Regions from separate parts of the Mus musculus genome. Here region 2 is linked to region 1. Evidence: chromatin contacts called from public ChIA-PET data. All regions are on one chromosome and are shown on one strand. Each heading gives the region's core, a stretch centred on a gene start, on an enhancer-like site or on the middle of the called end of the contact. The rest is flanking DNA. Distances are from core to core; before and after follow the strand shown. Region 1 holds the start of Spata13 (spermatogenesis associated 13). Region 2 overlaps Spata13 (spermatogenesis associated 13).

The links. ChIA-PET counts read pairs in DNA pulled down with a chosen protein or histone mark.
Region 2: an RNA polymerase II ChIA-PET map of effector CD8 T cells shows a contact between it and region 1, with 10 read pairs. The contact joins the enhancer-like site here to the promoter of Spata13 in region 1. A contact is called at or near these places in 1 of 39 promoter capture datasets (macrophages), 2 of 115 datasets of contacts at active chromatin or transcription factors (effector CD8 T cells and pancreatic cancer cells) and 2 of 9 other capture datasets (adipose tissue and liver).

What each region holds. Positions count from the first base shown.
Region 1 is chr14:60,633,062-60,636,390 of GRCm38.p6, reverse strand. It overlaps Spata13 (spermatogenesis associated 13), which reads right to left and starts at 1,686. Exons shown (of 13, transcript NM_001033272.2): 1 at 1,527-1,686.
Region 2 is chr14:60,708,035-60,711,026 of GRCm38.p6, reverse strand. Spata13 (spermatogenesis associated 13) reads right to left here. Exons shown (of 13, transcript NM_001033272.2): 4 at 1,458-1,602. Among named protein-coding and RNA genes, the nearest start is that of Gm41165, 25 kb to the right of the region's middle. Within about 2 kb of position 1,691, at least 90 of the 459 cell types and tissues checked have an H3K27ac peak or open chromatin away from gene starts, as enhancers often do. A contact at or near this core is called in effector CD8 T cells, where this site is marked.

The sequences.
Region 1 (3,329 bases), core at 437-2,936:
CTCTAGTGACACTTCCAGACTTTCTAGAAAAAACAAAACAAAACAAAAAACTAAGTCTGTGAGGTAACTCGGGGCTAACTGGAAAGGAGGAAACTGAGCCTAGTGGTGTTCTAGGCCTGTGGGGGGAAGGGAGGACCACAAGGGATCTGAGACCAAGAGAGCTGGGAAAGTCACCAAAGCGTTGGCAGGCTGTGGCTAGGGAGGAAGCAGGTAAAAAGGCCGGAAAAAGAGTGCCCGGTAACACACAGGTCACAAAGAAAGGAAAGGCTCACGAAACGGGTGGGGGTGGGGCGGCAAGTTGGGGGCCAAGGAGGTGAGTGAAAAATAATTAAAACGCTGGATAGAAAGCAACCTCCCCAAAGGCTCTAGAGGGTGGGGGAGGGGCAGAGAACAAGGTTCAGCCCCACTCGGTGGGGGTGCATAATTAACCCGTACCAAGAGAACAATGCGGTGAGGAAGTTTGAAAGGGGGCGATGAATAGCAGGGAAAGGGAGCATTTGCTAGGAAAGGTAAAAAAAAAAAAAAGAAAACAAGAGTGAGGGGAAAAAAAGCAAACAGGGTGAAATTTCTGTGCTTTAAAAGTGGGATCAAAAAAGATGGGCAAAAACCTAGAAGGTCTGGAGAATTTAGAAAACACTAGACAACAGAAATGGGGTGGAAGGGGCCTGAAAAAAATAGTGGGGGAGGGAGAGATACGGCTCTAAGAAGCCTTGGTAACCAGCAGTGAATAAATTCAAATAACTATTCTACTTATCAATGCCATGATCCCATGCTGGGCAGCAACTATAGTAGCTTGGCTCGCTTGTGTTTGCTGTTGGGATTTTTTTGTCTTCTTTCACTCGGGGAAGAAATTTGCTCCGACTCTGCAACTTTGCTGTTAAGAAGTGGGGTCCGCCAGCACAAGCCACCTGAATTCCTCTCCTGCGGCAGTCGTCCCATCCCAGAGTCTAGCCAGTATAGCAATTCCCCATATCCCGAACAGATATGGAGCCAACCCAATTCTGCCAACTCACTCTCTATACAAGTAACGATAAAGTCCCCAAGTCTTTTAGGCTGCGTCCCAGAAGGAGAAACTTGCTTTCTAATCTGAGTGCTCCAATTTAAAACGCAACCCCAATCCCCTCCATGCACAGGTCACGCCCTCCGAGGAAGGAAGCATTCAAGGGGCCAGTGGCGGCCAACCTTTGTCCGTCGTCCTGGCGCAACCCCGCAGCCCGCCCAGCAAGCAGGGAGCGCGGGTAGATAGAGTTTCAGGGTAATCCCTGACGTCCCGGGGGGAAAGGCACCGGCAAGAACAGCACACCGCGCCCTCCCCGGGGGGCGCTGCCGGGCTAGCCCAGAGCAGCCGCTAGCAGGCGGAGCGCTCACGGTGGCGCAACAGGTGAGCAGTCCCAGTCCGTCCCACGAGCCACAAGCAGGAGCTGGCAGCGGGGCACCCTTGGGTCACAGAGGCGCTCAGTTCCTCCGCGATACCCACCCGAGAGCCCGCGCCCCGCAGAGCCTTGCGCCTCTCTGGGTAGCCTCACCTCGACGGTCCCCACTCCACCGAAGCTCCAAAGCCAGCGTGTCCAAGAGGTCCTGCTGCCCAGCCGGCTCCAGCAGGGATGCAGCCGCGAGCTCGCCAGGCTCTGCGCGCCGTGGCCTCCAAGAAAGAGCAGCGCTGATTCCGCCCTCCCGCGCTCAGCCGCCTCCTCCCACGGGCCACGCCCCCAGCCCGCTCCCGAAGCCACGCCTCCACACCGCTCCCCTGAAGCCACGCCCCCGAACCCGCTCCTGGGGTCCTCGCAGCCCTCCTTGCTGGTCCAGCCTCCTCTTCAAGGAGCCACGCCCCCAGCTCATCTTCCTTGCCTCTACCCGCTAGAGAATTTTTTTTCCTTCGACCAACCCCAAACCGTTCGGTTCAAGTCCCCAGGCCAGACCACGCCCTTGGTCTCAGAGGACTCTCTCAACCTACCTCACTTCATTCCCCGCCTCTCACTACCTCCACCCGCTCCACCTCCAGGTTATGCCTTCGTGCCACTCACTCACTCCAAGTCATGCCTCCGCCCTACTAACCTTCTCTAGCAACTCCTCTTTCTCGTTTCATCTTCTCAAAGGATTACTCCCTAGTAAGACCCGGACTCTGTCCCACACCTCCGAGTCCCACTGCGGATCACCGCAGCCACTCACACACTGGCACCATACACGGACTCTTTCTTGCTCCCTACCGGCCAACATGCTGCCTCCGCCCCGGTGAGCTGCTGCGTTGCCTGGGTGACCGCCTGACGCCCACTGTCCCACCTCCTCCTATTGGACTCTTCTCCGTTCAGGCTCAGGGCTATTCTCTGTGCGGGTTCTCCTTTTAAGTCCATGGAAACTCAGCTTTAAGATGCTTTGACCTTCTGTTTTCCCAGAGCCTGGACTATGAACTCTCAAAGAACTCCTACTTTCCTAACTTGGCTCAACTGAGACCACAGAGGGGAAGCAGCTCTTCAATGCCAGGATCTGTGACACACACACACAACCCTTCCAAAATGTGCTGTGGTTATTTCTGAGGAATTCATAAGGCAAGTGCATTCTTTTAAAACTTGTGGTTTGCTGAGACGATTCCTTTGAATGGCAACAATATGCCAGCATGATTATTCTAAATATTAGAAGCTTCTTAACCAAAGAACAATCACTGTCTTAGACAAAAGAACGTGTAATGCACCAATAAAAAAGTTTAAATTAACTTTTAGATTATTTTAATAGAGTAATGCATTTGTTTGAGAATTTCACACAACCTATTTTGATCACATTCACCCTCAATTCTACTCCAACTCTTATTTTGTTTCTATGTGCATGCGTGTCTGTGTGAGTGAGTGTACTCCATTTGTGTGTTCCTGCCTGTGAAGGCAAAGAAAGGAATCACACCTCCTGGAGCTGGAGTTATAAGCGATTGGGGGCCTCTCAATGTGGGTCCTGGGAACCAAGCTGTGGTCTTCAGGAAGGGTAAGAATTGGGCTTAACTGCCGAACCATCTCTCCTCCCTAAATTAATTGTGTGTATGTCTTTAACTACTGAAAAACCCAAGCTGTAATGGAGAGTCCATGCCATTGTGCATCTGTAGAGAACCATGACACACGTGCCAAAGTGAACCCTGTAAACAGGCTGCGTGTGTTGCTTCCTTATGGTCCACCACTTCTGGTTCATGAGCAGGAATGTAAGTACTACAATGCTAATGACAAGATATGGGGGAGGGGGGTCAAAACTCTGTGATTGCCACTCCATATTCTGTAACCCTAAAATACCATGAGAAATTCTGTCTTAATTAAAAACAGGCACCAAATGTATTAGGTAGTATCTCTGGG
Region 2 (2,992 bases), core at 442-2,941, 75 kb before region 1:
GTACTAACACTGACGGCAGGGGGCTAAACCCCTGTCCAAATGCGGAGCCCACAAACGGACTCCCAGACCTTGACCTTGCCCCACCACCTACACCATGAACAGGCCACTGGGCTCAAGTGGCTGGAGATTCCCTCCTGGGATCCTGACTCTTGCAAGTACAACTGGAGAGTAGAGTAGGGCAGGCTAGCCTTTCCCCTTCTCCTGGTGGAACCATGCCCAACCTTCTGTGACTACCAGGAGCTATCGTATTATCCTCAATGTTTTATATGGGAGCACCCAACACCTTCCTAATTCATTCCCCCCTTTTTTTCTCCCTCTCCCTCTCTCCCTCTATGGTTTTTCTAGATGAGGCTTTTCTGTATAGCCCCGGCTGTTCTAGAACTAGCTCTATAGATCAGACCGGCCATAAACTCAAAGATCTGTCTAAGTGTTGGGGTTAAAGGCGTGTACCACCACGCCATCTTTTCTTTTTCCTTTCAATTCAGAGTCTCACGTAGCCCAAGTTAGCCCCACACTTGTAACTGAGGAGGACCCTGAACTTCTGGTTTTCCTGCTTCCATCTCCCAAGTACTGAGACTCCCGGCATGTTCCACTCTGCGCCGTTTTACATTAGGGTTTAAGCTCAGGGCTTTGTGAGTGCTGGGCCAGCACCCCACCAAATGAATGCACCCCAACACCCTTTTTTCTTAAACTAGTCAGTTAGTTTTACTGTTTTCAAACAAAGAACCCTAAGAGGTTTGTCTCTGTTTTTCTTTATAAATTAAAAAAAAAAAGTCACATAGACCATGAAACAGGCTTCTTGGCTGTATGTGAAGGCTGAGGAGAGACCCCCTCTGTTCCTCATAACCTAGTGTTTTCCATGCCTTTCTGATCCTTGTTGGTATCTGAGCACATGCAGGCATGATAGACATCGGGACAATTCGCTAAAGCACTTTTGATTGACCTGAACCCCCAAATGATGGTGGCATCCCTGCTCCAGACCCCTAATTGTGACCTAGATGGAAACACGGTCTTTGCAGGTGGCGAGTTAGGATGAGGGCCTTGGGGTGGGGAAGGGGCCCACTTGAGACGGATGTCCTTACAAAAGAAGGCACATTTGCAACAGGGCGAATGTCACAGAGTGTGCAGGTGGAGACAGGCTGCATGGGCCAGCCAGGGAGCCCTGAGGCTGGCAGAAGCCAGGCGAGGTTCAGCTCCCCATTCCTGCATCCTCAAAAAACCAAAAAACTACCCTCCACACCAGAACCTTAGGTCTCTAGCCTGGTCATCGGTTTACCCTGGCATGGCTCTGCAGCAACTCAAGAGACATGCAGACTTGACAGGAGTTTGAAATCCTGAGTAACCCAGATAATAACTTCCACACTGCCCTGGCCACAAGATGGGAAAAGTGCAGAATCCCTTGGTGCCTCAGGCTCCCTGGTCCCAGACAAAAGATTCCAGGAAGCCCCAAGACTCACCATTGGATGTTTTCATCTGCCGTCGCCGCCCCACGCGGTCCAGCCCGATGGGAGTGCTCTGAGAGAAGGTGAAGGGCCGGAGGCGGGCAGACACAGCCTTGTAGGGTGGAACTTGGTGTGCAGGCACAGGAGGCCTGGCTGCTGGCTGTGAAAGGAAGTGAGAAGCTGTGAGAAGGTGCCAGGAAGTCTCAGCTCCTGCGAGCCACAAAACAGTTCTGTGTTCTCGCCTTGAAGCCACTGGCAGATGTGGAGTGTCTTCTTCAAACCCCCGCCAGCAGCTGTATGCTGCACCAAGCTCTGTAGCAATAGGCTGTTCTAAAGTTCCAACAGGCAGCTTCAAAGCTGGCTCTGTCACACTTCTTCCTACTTGTGAGAGACATGCCGGTGGGGAACAGGGAGAGAAAGAGAGGCCTCTGAGGGAGAGGAAGGCTGAGGCAGCAGCAGAGCTGTGAGCGACAGTTAGGAAAGCACGGTGACCATAGCAGCATCCGAGGATGCAAGGGCAGGACCACAGCACACAGGCATGGTCACAGATCTCCAGTGACAGCTTTTATTTAAAAAGAACTTATTTAGGAGGCTGGAGAGGAGGCTCAGGATTAAGAGTGCTAGCTGTTCTACCAGAGGACCTGGATTTAATTCCTAGCACCTACATGGCAGCTCACAACTATTTGTAACTCCAGTCCCAGGGGATCTGACACCCTCACACTGGCATACATGCAAGCAAAACACCAATGCTCATAAAGTTAAAATAAATAATTCACTAAAATTGTTTTTTATCTTACATAGTTTGGGTGTATGAGAGAGAGGGGGAGAGAGAGACAGAGAGACAGAGACAGACAGACATATGAGTGGGTACCTGCAGAGGCCCAAAGAGGGTGTCTGATCCCTTTGTACTGCAGTTAAAGGTGTAAGTGAGCTGCTTCATATGGGTGTTCTATAAGAGGAATAAGAACTGTCTCCCCTACTAATGAGCTGTCTCCCCTCCTGGGCTTTTTAGGGTGTATACTAGGGTCTCACTTTGTAGACCAGGCTGGCCTCAATCCCCCAAGTTCTCTGCCTCAGCATCCTGAATTCTAGAATTATAGGCACAAGCACCATGTCTGGGGCACAATACTATTTTGACGATCCGAAACAAAGTGTGTTCTAAGTATCTCTGACTATCCTTGCCTCAACTGTGCCTTGCATTTAGATACATTACAGTTTGCTTTAGTTTAGTTAGAAATATTTCCCAACAAGTGGAGCACCTGAAAACAAAAGGATCTTAAAGACCTTGTCATATCTTTAACTTCACTTTTGCTTGTGTCTTTTGCTTGTCTCTGAGGCATGGTCTCATAACCCACAATAGTCTCCCTTGGCTGAACGGACTTGAATTCCTCACCCCCCCCCCCACTTCCTTCTCACAAGAGCTGGGGTCACAGCTGTGTGCCACCACACTGGCCTTATAACTTTACTTGAAGAATTCAACTCAACTGACTTAAGCAAGGGTTTTAGAGTGTTTGCTACAAGCAGGACATTGTGCTGAGCTTGGCAGGAAA